Linked DNA regions of Pan troglodytes: region 2 is linked to region 1. Evidence: chromatin contacts called from public capture Hi-C data. All regions are on one chromosome and are shown on one strand. The core of a region is the stretch at or near the end of the contact, and the rest is flanking DNA. Distances in the headings are between cores, read along the strand shown.

Region 1 (3,105 bases), core at 590-3,089:
TTTGGTAAAGTTTTGCAGAATTGAATTGCTAATCATTGCCTCCCCACTTGCTCACCTATACTACAAACCAGAACTTGTTCAACGTCATACGGCTACCTTTAAATATTCTTGTTTTAAGTCTAAGTTCCAAAATATTATATTAGTAAATATGCTGACTTCCCTATACTACACTCCTCAAGACTTAATGCACAGAAATCCTTAGTAAGTGGGAAGAAACAAAAGATTTGAACAATAAAAATGCTGCAGGAATCCAGCACTGTTTGAAGGTTGCCTTTCTCCGAAGGTTACTGTTGAGAAAGAGAGGAGAGAGAGACCAACGTATCTCCCTGTACCTTGAAAGCTATTCTCCTCCAAGACATCTATCAAGAGTTTCTGTCCATGTGGGTTATGGAAATGGTGTTAACTCATGCAGAATTTTAATTACTTGTCTCAGGGGCCAAATGTATTTATGTATGTATCCATGTCATGATTATTTATTCGTTCAATGAATGTTCAGAATCCTACAATATACCAGCTGTAATGCCTCATCATGAAATGTAAAACTGAAGAAAGCGGGGTTCTATTCTCAACGAGGGAGCCTCTGCCCTCACTTTTCTTTTTCATCACTTGAGCACCAATACCGAGCAGCCTCGTCTGTTTTTTTTTTGCTTGTTTGTTTCCCCCCTGACATAGCATAAACTTAACTCTAGACGATTGTGTAGGATTGCTGCTGGAGTCCTGGATGCTAGTCTTTTATTTTATTTTTTAGTGACACTCACTCACTTTGTGTCCTAAAGCAAGCCCAGTTCCGTCTCTGTGCCTTGGTCTCGCCTCAGACAAATGGGGTATCCATTTGCCCTGCCAAACTCTAAGGGGTATTGTGAGGGCCAGACAGGGCAACAGATGCTGAAAGCATTTGAAATGAACAGAGCTGTGTAGAAGTGTCAGGCAGTACTCTTCCTGTGCCCCGGGTCACCGTAACTTGAAGAGCATCTGGACATATGTCAGAGAAAATAAAAACTGTTTTTGTTTCTCAGTGAAAATACCTGCCTTTTGAGACTTTCATTTAAAATGAAAACATTCCAAAGTAGTATGTGATCTTGAACAAGTCATTTTCCTCTCTGAGTCTCAGTTTATTCTCCTATAAAATAAGCCAGTGAGACTAGATGGATACATTTCAAATTCTGCTCTAGAAAATTCTTCACTGGGAAGAGATTCTTTTATCCCCACATCTGCAACCAGAACCGCCATATATTTTTCAAATTTTACCATTTTACTTATTTGGCTTCTATGTGAGGTCTTTTTGGTTTTCTTTTTCTTTTAAAGTGAAAGTAAGTTTATTAACAAAGTAAGAAAATAAAAGAATGGCTACTCCATAGTCAGGGCAGTGGCTTTTGTTTTTGTTTTGTTTTGTTTTGTTTTTTCTCCTAAATAAAAATCCTAAGGCTAAAACAAAAAAAGAAAACCAGAACACGGCTAGATCACCTGTAGGGCCATTCTTCCCGGCCTTCGTGTCTGCACACGGAAGACCCACGTGCTTTCTGCTTAACGTGTGTGCATTCCTCTTGTATGTGTCAGGCGTGCACGAGGCCTCTCAGGACAGAATTCCTTTGCAGGGGGATTGACAATGAGTCATAACCTGCTTGACTTTTAAGTGTGCACTCAGAGATGACCATTTTTTATAGCAGAATTCCCGAGTCTAAACAACCTTTGGCAGCTGAAGACTGAGAATGAAATTCACCAACCAGTCCAGGGAAAACCTCTTCCAAAAGCTGTAATATTTTTGTTGGATGCAGGTGTGACCCGTGGTCTTGCCGTGGGGGAAGGGAATGGCTGTGGGAACAGTGCCACCTTGTGGCCATTTTTTATGAGCAGACACTGGGTGCTCCCTGAGCTGAGGGTAGGTTCCTGGATGGTTACACTCCTGAAGAGGGACTTTCATTTTGGGATTGGGAAGGGGCCCAGAGATACACTGAGACCAGAGCCAGTCCCCACCTGGCAGCAAGCTCAGCTGCCTGAGTCAGAAGCCCTTCTCCAAAGCTACCACACTCCTGAGGCCCAGGAAGGCTGCCAGGCTGGGCGTGTGGTTTTTGGGAGGGTCGTGTGGCTGTCACTAGCAGGAACGTGTCTGGATATGGGAGTGGGAGGCAGAGTCTGAGAGGAGACAGAACAAATTTCACAATGGCCATGTCTGAGCCCCAGTTGGGAAGACGGTGACCCAGGAAGTATGCAAAGTGGTAGCAGAAGGGTGGTGTCCTCTTGTCTAGAAACCCGGGAGGCCTACAAAGCAGAGAGGACTCTACCTGTCCCCTCACGCCTGACCGTAGCCTGGGGCCTAAATGAGCCCTCCTGCTCTCCGCCTTGCTGCCACGCCACCATCCCTGGCACAGGGTTCCTGGGAGGACAAAACGAGATGCATGAGGCTTAACACAGCACCTGGTGCGTGGGAAGCCCTCAGACATCCCTGTGCCTGTCCCCTCCCTCTCCTACTCTGTGCACTAGACATTGGAGTGACAACAATGAACCCAGCACAGCTGCTGTCAGAACTCACAGGCTGGCTGGGCGTGATGGTGCACACCTGTAATCCCAGGACTTTGGGAGGCTGAGATGGGAGGATTGCTTCAGTCTGGGAGTTGGAGACTAGCTTAGGTAACATATGGAGATTCCGTTGTTACAAAAGATAAAAAACAATCAGCCAGGTGTGGTGGCACGCTCCTATAGGTTCAGCTACTCAGGAAGCTAAGGTAGTGATCACTTGAGCCCAGGAAGATGAGGCTGCAGTGAGCTGTGATCACACAACTGCACTCCAACCTGGGTGACAGAGTGAGACCCTGTCTCAAAAAAATAAAAAATAAGAAGGACAGGTGTGGTGGCTCATGCCTGTAATCCCAGCACTTTGGGAGGCCGAAGTGGGAAGATTATTTGGAGTCAGGAGTCCAAGACTAGCCTAGGCAACTTAACAAGACCCTGTCTCCACAAAAAAATATAAAAATTAGCCAGGCATGGTGGTGTGCCCTGCAGTCCCAGCTACTCAGGAGGCTGAGGTGGAGGATTGCTGGAGCCCAGGAGTTCAAGACTGCAGTGAGCCATGATTATGCCACTGCACTCCAGCCTAGGGGACAGAGT
Region 2 (3,117 bases), core at 277-2,776, 230 kb after region 1:
GCTGGTGTCGTAACCTCTCTGTGCTTGAGTTTTCTCAGCAGGAAAATGGGGGTAATAACAATGCTTTTCTGAGAGGATCGGGTGAGATTTAATAGACTTAATACATGTCAGATGCTCAAACAATTATTGGTATATATTGAGCACCCAATAAAAGTAAGCTGCAACTGCTTTTATTATGACTAATGCTGCCACCACCACCACCATCGCCATGTCATTATTATTATGTAGTGAAGCATCTGATTACATTCCTCAAATGCCTTCCATCCCCAGTTACACTAACTTAGAAGTGTAGACACGTGCACACAGCAAGCATCCACATGCACCAGGGGCTACAAACTAGCAACCCACTTGCTCAGTCTGCTGCAGACGTGTTTTTTTTTTTTTTTTTTTGATGTGTCTGATATTTTAAGATGAGGTATTTCACATAAAAATCAAAATTTCTTCAGTCATCTTCACAGGTGATAAATACAGTTTGGGAAGAGATTGTATCTCCCAGAGAGAACACAGGGGTAAAAAGATGAGAGGGCTCAGGTGGATGCATGGAGAACTCCGGTGTTTAAGGGTTGGCTGGAATACTGGATAGCTGAGACGGCCAGCCACAGGGGCAGGGAGAGAAGGTGTCCCTGGGAGCAGGGATAGGGCAGGCTCAATGACCGCAGGAGGACTCCCAAAGTCCTGTGAATTGGACTTAGCAACAAGGAGGTCACTGTGGACTGTGCTGGGGGTAGTTTGGGAGTGGTGGAAGCACAGGCAGGATTATAGGAATAGGGGGTTCATAAAGAAGAGGAGAGAGAGAAGAGTGTAGCCAACCCTTCCAGGAAGCTTGGCTAAGAAGGAAGAAGAAAGAGTAGGCTGGGGGCTGGGGGTGAGGACTGGGATTAAAACAAGTTTTCTTAAGACAGGAGACTTTCAGCATATTTAAATATAGACAGGAAAGATTCAGTAGACAAATGAGGACACAAGAATGACACTGTGGAGAGGGAGGAGGGAAGTGAGAGGGAGCCAAGTTCAGGTGAAGGCTCCATCTTGAAGAGGAAAAATGACACCTGTTCTCTGGACACTGTCCCTGGAGATGAGGTCACCTAGCTAGTTAGTGGCCAAGACAGAGCTGGGCGCATTCACTCATGAACTCCTTCAGCAGACACTCACTAAACGCCTACCGTTCACCAGGTACCACCCTAGCAACAAATGAAACAGACAAAAATCACTGCTTACATTCTAGTCATAGAAGAAAGAGACAATAAACAAAATGAAAAAAGGAAATTGTATAGTTTATTGGAGGGTGAGACACAGTATGAATGAAAATCAAGGGGAGTGGAGAGCACTGAGGCATGGGCTGCAATATTAAATAGGATGGTCAGGGCGGGTGACGTTCCACAGGGACTTGAAGACAGCCAGTGAGTGAGTGAGGCCTGCATGGAAACGTCTGGGTATAACACCTTCCAGGCAGAAGCAAGAGCAGTGCAAGGGGTCTGAGAAGGACGTGTGCCCAGAGTGCTGGAGGAGCATCACGGAGGTGCCATGGTGAGGGCAGGGCAAGCCTGGGGCCAGTGCTAGGAGACAAGGTCATGGGACGCACGGGGACTACGTTATCTTGGACTTTGCAGGCCTCGGTAGGGCCTTCAGCTTTCACTCTGAGTAAATGAGGGGCCATTGGGGGATTTTAAGCAGAGGAGTGGCATGATCTCACTCAGGTTTTAACTGAGTCACCCTGGCTGCTGTGTTGAGAATAGACTGTGGGGGTGGGGCACAGCAAGAGGGCAGGGACGGAGGCCAGGCAGAGGCAGTTTCTATGATCCAAGCAAAAGACAATGGTGGCCGGACCAGGGGTGGGAAGCAGAGAGGCGGTGAGAAGGGTCTGGATTCCTGACGTGTTTTGAAGGCAGACCCACCAGGATTTGCCGATGGCTTGAATGAAGAATGAAAGGACGAGAGCAGTCAAAGATGCTGGCGAGGTGTTGGCTGGAGCAACAGGAAGCTGAAGTTGCCATTTACTGAGAGGGGGAAGGCTATGGGCAAGACATGTTGGGTGGGTGGAGAAGGTGAAGAACTCTGTTCGGACTTGATGAGTCTGATGTGTCTGTTAGACACTTAGATGGAGATGCAAGTGAGCAGTGGTCTATATAAGTCTAGAATCAGGAATGTCCGGGCTGGAGATAGAAATCTGGGGGTCATTGTTGCCTGGGGTTATTTAAAGCCATGAGACCAGATGAGGGCATCAAGAGCATGAGTGTAGACAGAGAAGAAAAGAGGTTCAGAGACTGAGTCCTGGGATCTTTCAGTGTTACAAGGTCAGGGGAAGAAGCTGGAGCCAGCAGAGGAAATGAAGGAGACAGCCAGTGAAGTAGGGGCTGGGGATTGGGCTGGCCTTGCCATCCTAGAAGCCGAGAGAGCTGTTTCTAGGACGGAGTGACCAGCTGGGTCAAAGGCTGCTGGTGTGTAGAATAGTTGAATAAGATGAGAACTGAGATGTTACCACTGGATTTAGCAACATGTTGGATGTTGCCGTCTTGACAGCAGCAGTTCAGAGGCTGGTTAGCCTGGAATGGCCCCTCTGAATGTTTCAGAACCTTCCCTGTGGACTAAATAGGATGATCTGTGCATTCACGCCCTACATGTGGGAAATATGCCCTAAATGCCTGGGCATCTGGCGGGCTTGGGGGTGAGGGTTCCAGAGGTGGCACAGAGGACAAGAAGGTCAGCTTTGGAGTATCTGAGTAGACCCCAGGCCTAGACGGGCCCTGAGCCCCTGGAAGGGTCCTGCTAGGCCATTCATTTGCACCATCTCTCTAGACCCTGCTCTCCTCTCAGCAGATGAGCCCACCTCCCCCAAGAGGCCGAAGAGCATCTCTGAGCCACAGCACAGTGATGCGGAAGGGGACGCCGCCTCTCCCCTGCCCTCCGAGTGGACCTCAGTGAGGATCAGCCCTGGGGAGGAAGCAGCTGGACAGGATGTGCTGGCTGTGCGTGTCCTGGTCACCAGCGAGGACAGCAGGTATGCTCAGGCTGCTGCCAGATGGGGACAGAAGCTGGGTTGGAGGAAGGGAATCGCATTTGGGATTGGGTCTTCTCTCTACTTGCTTGCACTGTGGCCTCTCTGTGCCTCCATTTCCTCAT

Evidence for each region. Capture Hi-C pulls out chosen DNA fragments and counts their contacts.
Region 2: a capture Hi-C map of stem cell-derived neural stem cells shows a contact between it and region 1, with 7 times the contacts expected there. The contact joins two enhancer-like sites. A contact is called at or near these places in 4 of 7 Hi-C or Micro-C datasets (blood, induced pluripotent stem cells and stem cell-derived neural progenitor cells) and 1 of 1 other capture datasets (stem cell-derived neural stem cells).

What each region holds. Positions count from the first base shown.
Region 1 is chr9:16,198,847-16,201,951 of NHGRI_mPanTro3-v2.0_pri, forward strand. No RefSeq gene overlaps it. Among named protein-coding and RNA genes, the nearest start is that of DKK3, 34 kb to the left of the region's middle. Within about 2 kb of position 1,840, at least 10 of the 24 cell types and tissues checked have an H3K27ac peak or open chromatin away from gene starts, as enhancers often do. A contact at or near this core is called in stem cell-derived neural stem cells, where this site is marked.
Region 2 is chr9:16,429,580-16,432,696 of NHGRI_mPanTro3-v2.0_pri, forward strand. MICAL2 (microtubule associated monooxygenase, calponin and LIM domain containing 2) reads left to right here. Exons shown (of 36, transcript XM_016920387.4): 26 at 2,794-2,995. Among named protein-coding and RNA genes, the nearest start is that of PARVA, 100 kb to the right of the region's middle. Within about 2 kb of position 1,527, at least 1 of the 24 cell types and tissues checked has an H3K27ac peak or open chromatin away from gene starts, as enhancers often do. A contact at or near this core is called in stem cell-derived neural stem cells, where this site is marked.